3 separate regions of the Mus musculus genome follow, and all the other regions are linked to region 3. A link is a contact called in public ChIA-PET and promoter capture Hi-C data. All regions are on one chromosome and are shown on one strand. The core of a region is the stretch at or near the end of the contact, and the rest is flanking DNA. Distances in the headings are between cores, read along the strand shown.

Region 1 (2,953 bases), core at 14-2,513, 140 kb after region 3:
ACACGGTGAGTTCCAGGCAACAGGGCAGAGTCATACCAGCCAGTGATGCCATGTTGTGACATATATCTATAAATCTACCTCTCATGAGGCTGAGGCAGGAGGACTACATAGCAAGACTCTGTCTCGAAATAAAGTAATAAAAATAAGGTCTTTCAAAACTAGAAGCGCGGTTCTGGTAGCCTGTGATGAATGCAAGGCCCTGGTATTGATCCCCATCACCGAAATAGGAGTCCATACAGAAGACAGTTAAGTGACAGCTACTCCTTAAAGCTGTTCTGACTGGAATGTCTCACAATTTTGTATGTATGTCTAAGAAGAGACGGACCTACTTTTCTATGTAATAATTATAAACAGGGCAAAACAAAGTCCTGTTCCAAAATAAACCAAATCTTTAAATGAGACAATTCTTAATACCAAAATACGAGGGGGGTAGGGAGGCAGGGAAAAGGTCAATTGCTACCAGAACATTCGGTTCAGGAGACAAAAAGGTGACCGTGTTCTCAGTACCTTCTAACACATGAGCTAGAAGACAGCAAGACTGAAGGATAAAATCTGATTTAAGTTTCAAGATTTCTGTTCCACTGACATCTATCATCAAAGATTCAGTGGACTGTCACCTTTCTGCCAAGGAAACTGGCACACAAGTGGTATAACAGATTCAACTCCGAGCTTAGAGTGACCCTAGTTAAAATGGATGAAGCTCACTGAGGTCTAGCTGGGCTGAAAGGTGGCTACACAATGAAAGCAACACAACGGCTCCTGTGGGACCTGTAATGGCTTTCCCCAGAGCCCCACCAGAAACGGTTAAGTCTGCCGCTTTACAGTGTCCCAAACTCCCACTTACAAAGCGCCCTATAGTTTTCACTTACTCCCCTGCCTCCTCGGGGGGAAGGGATCGCAAAGGTTCTCTCCTTCCCTCTCGGTCCCCCGAATCTGGTGCTATGAATGGGGGCAAAGAGGTCTTGGCTACCTACAGTCTGCAAAGAAAGAAATGATCCATACAGGCAACCGACCCACGCAGGCCCTCAATCCCGCCCAGAGATCCGCGGGGCGCCCCGCAACGGCAAAGAGACCAGAGGAACCCTGGCAGAGAGAGAGAGGGCGGCCCGTCTCACCTGCCTCTTGTTCATCCGCCGCACATCGTCTAGAAAGTCTAGAGACAGCATGGTGAGATGGAGAGCGCGACAACTAGCAGCCAAGAGGGCGCGATAGAACCACCAAGAGGGACCGCTGCAACACGGGCCGGGCTCACCGTGGACAGAACCCCCTGATGCCTGCACTTCCGCTTCCGGGGCGGGAGCAGGCGAAGCTCCTCCCTTCTGAGCAGAGAATGGACAAAGAATGACTTGTGAGCCCCCTAGAACAGCCCAGGGCCTGGCCTTGTCAAAAAAGGACCGTAGCCTTCTCCGGCCGAGAACCGGCTGAAGGCTGCTTTCTGTGCTCAGCCCGCGCGGCGGCTCCCGAAGACAGTGACCCTAGGTTAGCTAAGCCCACAGCGTGCGGAAGGCGGGCCCTTGGACAGGCCTGGCCAATCGGAAGCCGAGTCTGCGCCAGCGCGAAGTCGGTGTCTTCCTGCGTGCTGCTGGGGCACGGGTGTGGCTCGGGACGTGGTGCCTTGCTGTTTGTTCTCAGGTGGAGCACGCTGCGGTTCGCTACCGGAAGCTGTGTGTGTCTTTTAAAGCATTGTATACACACACACACACACACACACACACACACACACACACACACACACACGCCAATTGATCACAAGATGCCTTAGTGTCATGAGGGCACTGGTGGTGCAGGTGGCCAGGAAGACCCGTCTCAGTTTTGACCTTTACCAACAGTGATTTGCTTTGTCTCCTGACACTTGGATGTGAGCCATTTATTTGACCCGCAAATTTTCACAGGGGCGGGGATTAGAAGTGACATCATTGCCATGGGGTTTCTTTTGGTGGGTGATAGATGTACAACTCCATGTATATACTAAAACCATTGAATTGTGCGCCTTAGTGGACTGTATGGTATGTGAATTATAGCACAATAAAGTAGGTGTGAGAATGGAAAGGAAACCGCTGATGTCTTGTTCACTGTTAAATTCCCAGTGGTGGCCGCACAGCTGGCATGTATAAGGCACAAAATCAGTACTTGAATTTAAAGAGAGGAAAGAGAGAAAGACTATCTTCAACTATTAGTAGAAACCTTACATTTACTGAGATGGGATAGGAAATGTTTAGAATTTCCAAGTTAGAAAGTTTTATAAAAGAAAATACATAGAAACCCCCATGGGGTGCCCCATAGGTATCCCAGCTTCCGTGACAGTACCAGATATGTGTATCAGAATGACTTCTTCATTAATAACTGTTGATGTGGTTCTCGATCTAAATTCTGGCTAGTAGAAACCTTCACATAAGCTTGTCAGTGTTAAATTCAACCTAAGTTCAAATTAAGTGGGAATGAGCTTTGACCCTGTATTTTGTGCCTTGAAGAGCCCCAAGAGCAGCTCAAAATCCTGTGGGTCCAAAAAAGGTGAATAAGCTATTTAGTTGGGAAGCTTTAAAAGCATCTCGTACAAGTGGGTGATGGGGGGAAGACAGGTAGATCTCTGCAAGTTCGAGGCCAGCCTGGTCTAAATAGTGAATTCCAGGACAGCCAGAGATTCATAATAGAGAGATGCTACCAAAAAAAAAAAAAAAAAAAAAAAAAGCTGGGCATAGTAGCATAGATTTGTAATGTCAGTGCTGGGAGGCAGAGACAGACAGATCCCTGGCACTGGCTGCTCTTCCAGAGAACTCCAGTACAATTCCTAGCACCCATTTTTAGTAGCTAACCTGTAACTCCAGCTCCAAGGGATCTGGCACCCTCTTCTGGACTCTATGGACACATATTCATATGCACACACCCATGCCCAGGCACACACACAAAAACATAATTTTAAAATTGCAAAAATAAAATCTCTAAATTTTTCTAA
Region 2 (3,230 bases), core at 706-3,205, 200 kb before region 3:
TTCTGTAGTTGGGAGAAATACGAACGGTCACTTCTCGGATGTTGCTACGATCGCTCCAGTCCCTGCTAGATCTACTGTAAGGCAAGCAATGTTCTTCATGGTTCAGATCCTTCCAGTGAGTCCTGTCTCAGTGGGCTCCAACTATACCGCTTCCATGCTCATGGTGCTCTGCACTCGCTGCTCTCTCTGCCTGCGTCCCTCATCTCCTTTCCTCAGGCTGGGTTCTGTCACCACTACCCTATCAGACGGCTTTCGTCAGCATCTATCCCCCCACTGCTCATCCACGTCTTCCTTGGCTTTGCCTCCCTTTCCCTCTCTGTTTCACTAAGAACACTGGCACGCTACAAGCGGGGACTGACTTGTTCTGTTTATTTCTGGATCTGGTCCTGAAAATTAGGAGTCAAAACCCATCTGTATGAACTGATGGAATGCTACAGGTAAGAGCAGCAAGGCAGCCCCTTCACCTAGCAGATGCTAGCTCCAGAGCTCCCCAGGGTTAACAGATAGCCTAAGTGTTGGTTGGTTTGAGGTGTCAACCAAGGTGTGCTTTCAATTAATTGATGAGTTAATCAATTAATTAAATGCATGTGTGGGTACATGTCCAAAGACTAGAGACCATCCTTCCGGCTGTTTCAAAGGTTCCGCTAACAATAGCTTGTTGGGGTCCTCAGCCGAGTCCCCCAACTCGGCCTCCTTTGATGTGTCAACACCTCGGCCTCACAATCCCTCTGCACATGCAGGGTAATTTACTGGCTTATGTCAGCTGTATAATGAACTGTCTCAAAAACATTAACTATGAGGACCAAAGAGAACAGTCATTTTATGCAAATGCAGTTGACTTTGACTTATAAACAGATCTGTGACAGAGCAGGAAAGACTGGAAACCTTCAGCAGAAGGAGTATGACTTACTTGCCGCCCCCAACATCACAGGATCGAGGGCGCCCAGACAGGGACTGGATCTGGGAAGAACAAAGAAAGTTGGGCTTACTCAGTGCACAGCCAAATTCAAGTGTTTGAAAAGTAGGGATCTGGCCACCCTAGTCAGAGGCCAAGAGAGACGGAGCAAACCAAGGGCATCTGCACAGAGCAGCCATTTAAGTTTTGAGGAATTTTAAATTTCTTAAATTTCCAGACAAAAGAAGTATATATACCATTAGCACCTTTTCTTAGCTCGATGCCTTATTAACTTACCTTCTAGTTAAATGTTACTTCCTTCAAAAAGGCAAATGTTTTGCATATTTAGATTAAAAAAATTTTTTTTCAATTAGCATGGGAGAAAAAGAAGGAAATAAAAAAGCAAAATCAAAACAAAACAAAAAGCAAAACGGGGCAATGGGGAGAGGGAGGAGAGAGGGAAAAGGACCCTGGAACTAGAGTGTGCATTAACCAAGGGAGACAACTGTCTCTCAGAGAGAGCAGCTCATGGTATTTGTGAATGCACCTGCACGCCATTATCTGTCTTCTTTTAGGCCCCTAAAGTTAAAACATCAACTACATATTTATAAAAAGCTTTCAAGACCACACTGATGCAGAGACTTCCAATAAGTTTGATGGAGGAAAGGAGTAGGACCAATGGGAGGGTAGGGTGGAAAAGGGCCAATGTGATCCCGCTGGGAGGGAAGCAGGTCCAATGGGATCCTGAGGGGGAAGGGGGAGGGACGTGGAGACCAATGGGATCCCGAGGGGGGGAAACCGGAGGGGGGGTGCGGGGGTAGTTAAGCACAGAGACCAAACAGCCAACTGCATCTGGCCATCACTAGGGGTGGATGGAGGACTTTCTCACAAGACAGCTCTCTACAGAAAGAGGCTAAGCTAAGCTCCGCAGTGGGTGAGGTTTACAAAGGGGTCGTGGAGGGAGGCCAGTGACTAGGATTTCAGACGCTAACATTCAAAGCTCAGAGAAATCAGTAGTAAACAGATGACTCATTGCTGCTTGGGTCAAAGGCCTTTGATTTTAGGAATGATCATCTGGCATGATAGCAGTTCTCGACAGGAGCTGGAGATGGCTCCAAAGCAGAGACATCTGCCCTTTCATGCCCAAATCTCCGGGCTTCTGACCATGTAAGGTGAGCAGCTTAACAATTTCCATTCGAGAATCAGCAAATCCACAGAAAAGCTTGGAAACCCCAGGGGCACTGCACTAATCGCCCACAGATCACGGTGACCCGTGGGGGACAGATCTCCCCACTGTCTTTCCAGTGTCTGTGTCCAGACAAATCCTCTCTTCCTTTTCCCCAGTTCTGGTTTCCACCTCTGCGGGGCAGGCTGCCAGGACTGACAAGCACAACCCAGGACGGCTCACCCACCTCCTTGCTCTCCCACAGGTGTTTAGGCAGTGGCTTCGGGACATTTAACAGATTCTCTTCTTTCAGCGGACCCGGGAAGGCGGCTACTAAAAGGGAGAAGAAGCATATTCATTGAATTAGAGAAGAGGGCGGCCAACCTGGGCCAAATCAATTAGCTTGTTTAAAACTGCTGGGGGTGGGGGCGGGGGCAGGGCGGGGGCAGGGCGGGGAGTGGGAGGGGGTGGCGGCAAACCTTTAATCCCATACCAGGGAGGCAGGGACAGAGGCAGATGGATCTCTGTGAATTTGAGGCCAGCCTACTCTACATAGGAAGTTCCAGGACAGCTAGAGCTACATAAAGAGACCCTGTCTCAAAAGAAAAGAAAAGAGGGGAGGGGAGGGGAGGGGAGGGGAGGGGAGGGGAGGGGAGGGGAGGGGAGGGGAGGGGAGGGGAGGGGAGGGGAGGAGAGGGGATGAGAGGGGAGGGGAGGGGAGGGGACGGGAGGAGAGGGGAGGGGAGGAGAGGAGAGGAGAGGGGAGGAGAGGAGAGGAGAGGGGAGGAGAGGAGAGGAGAGGGGAGGAGAGGAGAGAAAAGAAGAGAAAAGAAAAAATTTAAATGTCTCTTAGTTAGCATTTAGGGTTGGCTGTCAAGGAACCTGCCACGTAGCTCAGGCTGGCCTCAGGCTCTCAGCTGTCCTCTCAAGTGGTGGGATTATAAGCATGTGCCACACTGACTAGTGAACATGATTTCCTTAGCAAACACTATTTTTTAACATACTTTTTTCTTTAATTATTGTATTATTTTGTGTGTATGGGCGATTTGCCTATGTGTGTCTGTATACTATATGAACACTAGTGCCTGTGGAGACCAGAAGAGGGCATCAGATCTCCTGGAACTAGTCATAGATAGTTGTGAGCCACCATGTGCATGCTAGGAATTGAAC
Region 3 (3,111 bases), core at 48-2,547:
CACGTACAGTAACCCTATGTTCTCCAATACCATATTTAGTTTGTGTCTGCCCTCTCAAAGTCATGTCTTGCTCACCCTGCCCCACACTGCATCCTCCAAGCCTCTGTTTAAAAGTCAGCACCTACCTTCCCATGGCCTTGTTAAGTCCCTTCTCTTCACCCCCATTACTCTTTATACCCAGTTAGAGTTAGTTCATGCATCGTTTATCTTTATTGCACCTTATTGGTTTTTTTCTTGGAGCTGAGGACTTGCACTTGCTAAGCAAGCACTCTACCACTGGGCTAAATTCCCAACCCCTCATCTAATTATCAATCTCTGTACACCTGTCTCTTTCTCGGACAGGTTTTGAAGGCACTGTTTGATCTTTTTCATCCCTAATTTCACAAACGTAGCACACATTATAACACTATCCAATGCATAACTGGATGTGTTAAAGTATCCTTTAAGAAAGTACTTTTCCCAAAACATAAAATCTAAACCTGGGACTCAAAGGGATCCTCTTGTAACTACTATCCCACGTACAGCTGGTTAGTTTACTAAGGTTGCAGGGATAGTCACAGAAAATGAGGAAGTGGGGGGAGCCGGTTTGGGTGTGTTTATGTTTTAATTTTACTTTTGAAATGCTAAAGAAAGAACCCAGCAGGAGAAAGCATAAGCTGCTTGCCTAAAACTGCACCTCGCAGCTAGCCTGAGGCTGCGCGGGTCTGCGCCCTGGGTCACCCTCGCAGGCAGCAATCCGGGCAGCACCTTCCCACCACGCCCGAGCAGAACCCCTGGGTCCAGTGCCCAGGACACGCCCTGCACAGTCAGTTCTCCTGCCACCTCACCCTAGGCCGTCTTCCCCAATCTCAGTAGAACTAACCGGTGGAGGAGCTGGGTGGGGCTCCCCTGCCGCAGCGCCTAGCGAAGGCAGAGGCCTCCAGGTTTCTACCCGCCGCCTCCGGAGCTCGAGAAGGCTCGGGCGCCAACCTTGCTACCAGCCATACAGCCAGCTGCTCTTCCGGGTCCGTGCGGTCCCAAGCCACCCGGCGCACCCGCCCGGCTGAGCCCCTGGGAAAACCCGAGCTTGGTCCCTCGCCCGCGCACCCCCAAGCCCTCGGCACTCACAGCCATAGTGCGGCCGGACCACACCCAGGCCATCAACCTCCTCCGCGGCGGACATGGCGGCCGAGTCCAGGTCTCCGGTGAGGAAGCGCAGAGACCTTGAAGACGCGGGCGACCGTAGCAGCAGTAACTCCTGCCCAGTGCGCGGGCTGTCGCTGTCCTCAGAGCCCCGCCCCGCGCCATCGGCCCCACCCTGCAGGTCCCGCCCCGCAGACCCCGCCCTTGAGTCCACGCCCAGCTGCGCTCCCCGGAGCGAGCGGAAGGGGCGTGGTCAGTATTACAGGACCCGCCCCTGCCCTCTTCGCTCTCCACTTGCGGAAGCGAGGAGGCGGGGTGCTGTAGCGAGTCCCTAGGCCGGCTTGGTCCGTTGTCCCGACACTCCTCCGCTGTCGCCCTATCTGCGGCTCTGACTAAAAGGCCGCCAATGTCTACAGCTTGAAATCCAAATGTTTTTAGGCGCCTGCCTTCTCCTGACAACTGAGTTAACCCCCTCTGCACCGCGGCTCCTTCAAGGAGCCGTTGCAAGTGGCCCAGAGTGTGATTATTGGAAGCAAGTAGGACCCACTGTCAGGAAAGACTCCCACTCCTACTCTCTGCTACATTCTGTCAATCTGACCTCTGTTCTCCCCAACAGTGCTAAAGAATAGAACTGCTCAATCTCTTAAACTGGGGGATGACGATGCTCACGCGGAAGAGCTGTTTATCAGCTCTTTACAATCTGCAAGATCTTAGGGGGGTTATCTTGACCCTATTAATAAGGATGCCTCGTCTCTTTACCCTTGTGATCTTTTAAAGTGCCAGTATTCAACCGAATTCTATTCTGAACCAGCCTGGATTGGAGTGAATCACTGGCTCTAATAATAATAATAATAATAATAATAATAATAATAATAATAAAGTAAAAGTCCCATTCTCAGGACTCTTACCCTCACCATAAACAGTTGATGGCTTCTACTTACAATCCAGACCATCTAGAAGCCCCTCAGTAGTTCCAAACTATCTAACGTGCATTTTTGGACCTCTCACAGACACTAAAACCTGTCAAACGTTGATCCTGTTCCTGCCCCACTCTCTGGAAGTGTTCCATCACCAGTCACACACACACCCCAGGTTCCTCGACTCACCTCTATTTCTGAAGCATCTAGTTTTGTTTCTGTCCCCACCTGTGATAACACTTTTTTGATCATCATAATCTCTATTCTCACTTGTGCCAACCAGATCATCATGATTGCCAGCATGCTCTTTCCAAAGTACGGAGTTCTTTGGGAAGGGGGACAAGTCTCACTATGTAGTTCTGGCTGTCCTGGAGCCCACTAAATAGGCAAGGCTACCCTTGAAGATCCACCTGTCTCTTCCTCCTGATTGCTAGAACTAAAAGCATGTGCCACCACACCCAGCTTCCGAGTTCTTGTCATAGATGTAATTTTTCCTGTTACTCCCTTCACAGTGCAGTTTGTGTACTTTCCCATGCCAGGTGGGCACCTTTACAACCCAATTCCAGGCTCTTTGTTCCAGCCATTTTCAATTTACTAGCTCTTTCCTTACAAACTTTCTTCTTAGTTGGGCATGTTGAGGCACGACTTTAATCCCAGCACTCAGGAGACAATAGCAGGCAGATCTCGGTGAGTTCAAGGCCAGCCTGGTCTACATAGTGAGTTCCAGGACAGCCAGAAATGTGTAGAGAGTGTGTCTGTGTGTCAAGATAAATAAATGAAAAGTTAAGAACTTTATATAGTGCTTAGGATACAGCCCATGCCCTGACATGCGCTAGTCAAGCCCTCTGCCACTAAGCTACACCCATAGCCCTGAGCTCCTAAAGGAAGAAGATAACTTACAATCTATAAGCAGCTGCACTACACCAGTCATCTTAGTACTCTTGGGGCAGAGGCAGAAGTCCTCACTGCAAGTTCGAAACCTGGGGTAGGCAGGTGTGTACAAGATTCTGTCTATAAAGAAACAGGAAAGAGAAAGCATACAAGAGGGCAGGGGATAAAACTCAGAGGCAAA

The links. Promoter capture Hi-C pulls out the DNA fragments that hold promoters and counts their contacts. ChIA-PET counts read pairs in DNA pulled down with a chosen protein or histone mark.
Region 1: a contact with region 3 is called in an RNA polymerase II ChIA-PET map of memory CD8 T cells, with 67 read pairs. The contact joins the promoter of Sec11a here to the promoter of Iqgap1 in region 3. A contact is called at or near these places in 1 of 39 promoter capture datasets (erythroid cells), 2 of 484 Hi-C or Micro-C datasets (CD4 T cells and natural killer cells), 5 of 115 datasets of contacts at active chromatin or transcription factors (the SCID.adh cell line, effector CD8 T cells, embryonic stem cells and 1 more) and 1 of 9 other capture datasets (adipose tissue).
Region 2: a promoter capture Hi-C map of liver shows a contact between it and region 3, with 2.5 times the contacts expected there. The contact joins the enhancer-like site here to the promoter of Iqgap1 in region 3. A contact is called at or near these places in 3 of 39 promoter capture datasets (hippocampal neurons and liver), 1 of 484 Hi-C or Micro-C datasets (bone marrow-derived macrophages), 3 of 115 datasets of contacts at active chromatin or transcription factors (bone marrow-derived macrophages, pancreatic cancer cells and pro-B cells) and 2 of 9 other capture datasets (adipose tissue and pancreatic islet).

Annotation. Positions count from the first base shown.
Region 1 is chr7:80,946,287-80,949,239 of GRCm38.p6, forward strand. It overlaps Sec11a (SEC11 homolog A, signal peptidase complex subunit), which reads right to left and starts at 1,264. Exons shown (of 6, transcript NM_019951.1): 1 at 1,116-1,264. The coding sequence starts at 1,166.
Region 2 is chr7:80,603,441-80,606,670 of GRCm38.p6, forward strand. Crtc3 (CREB regulated transcription coactivator 3) reads right to left here. Exons shown (of 15, transcript NM_173863.2): 8 at 2,308-2,393; 9 at 911-960. Among named protein-coding and RNA genes, the nearest start is that of Gm15880, 31 kb to the right of the region's middle. Within about 2 kb of position 1,956, at least 17 of the 459 cell types and tissues checked have an H3K27ac peak or open chromatin away from gene starts, as enhancers often do. A contact at or near this core is called in liver, where this site is marked.
Region 3 is chr7:80,802,034-80,805,144 of GRCm38.p6, forward strand. Iqgap1 (IQ motif containing GTPase activating protein 1) reads right to left here and starts at 1,298. Exons shown (of 38, transcript NM_016721.2): 1 at 1,108-1,298. The coding sequence starts at 1,162.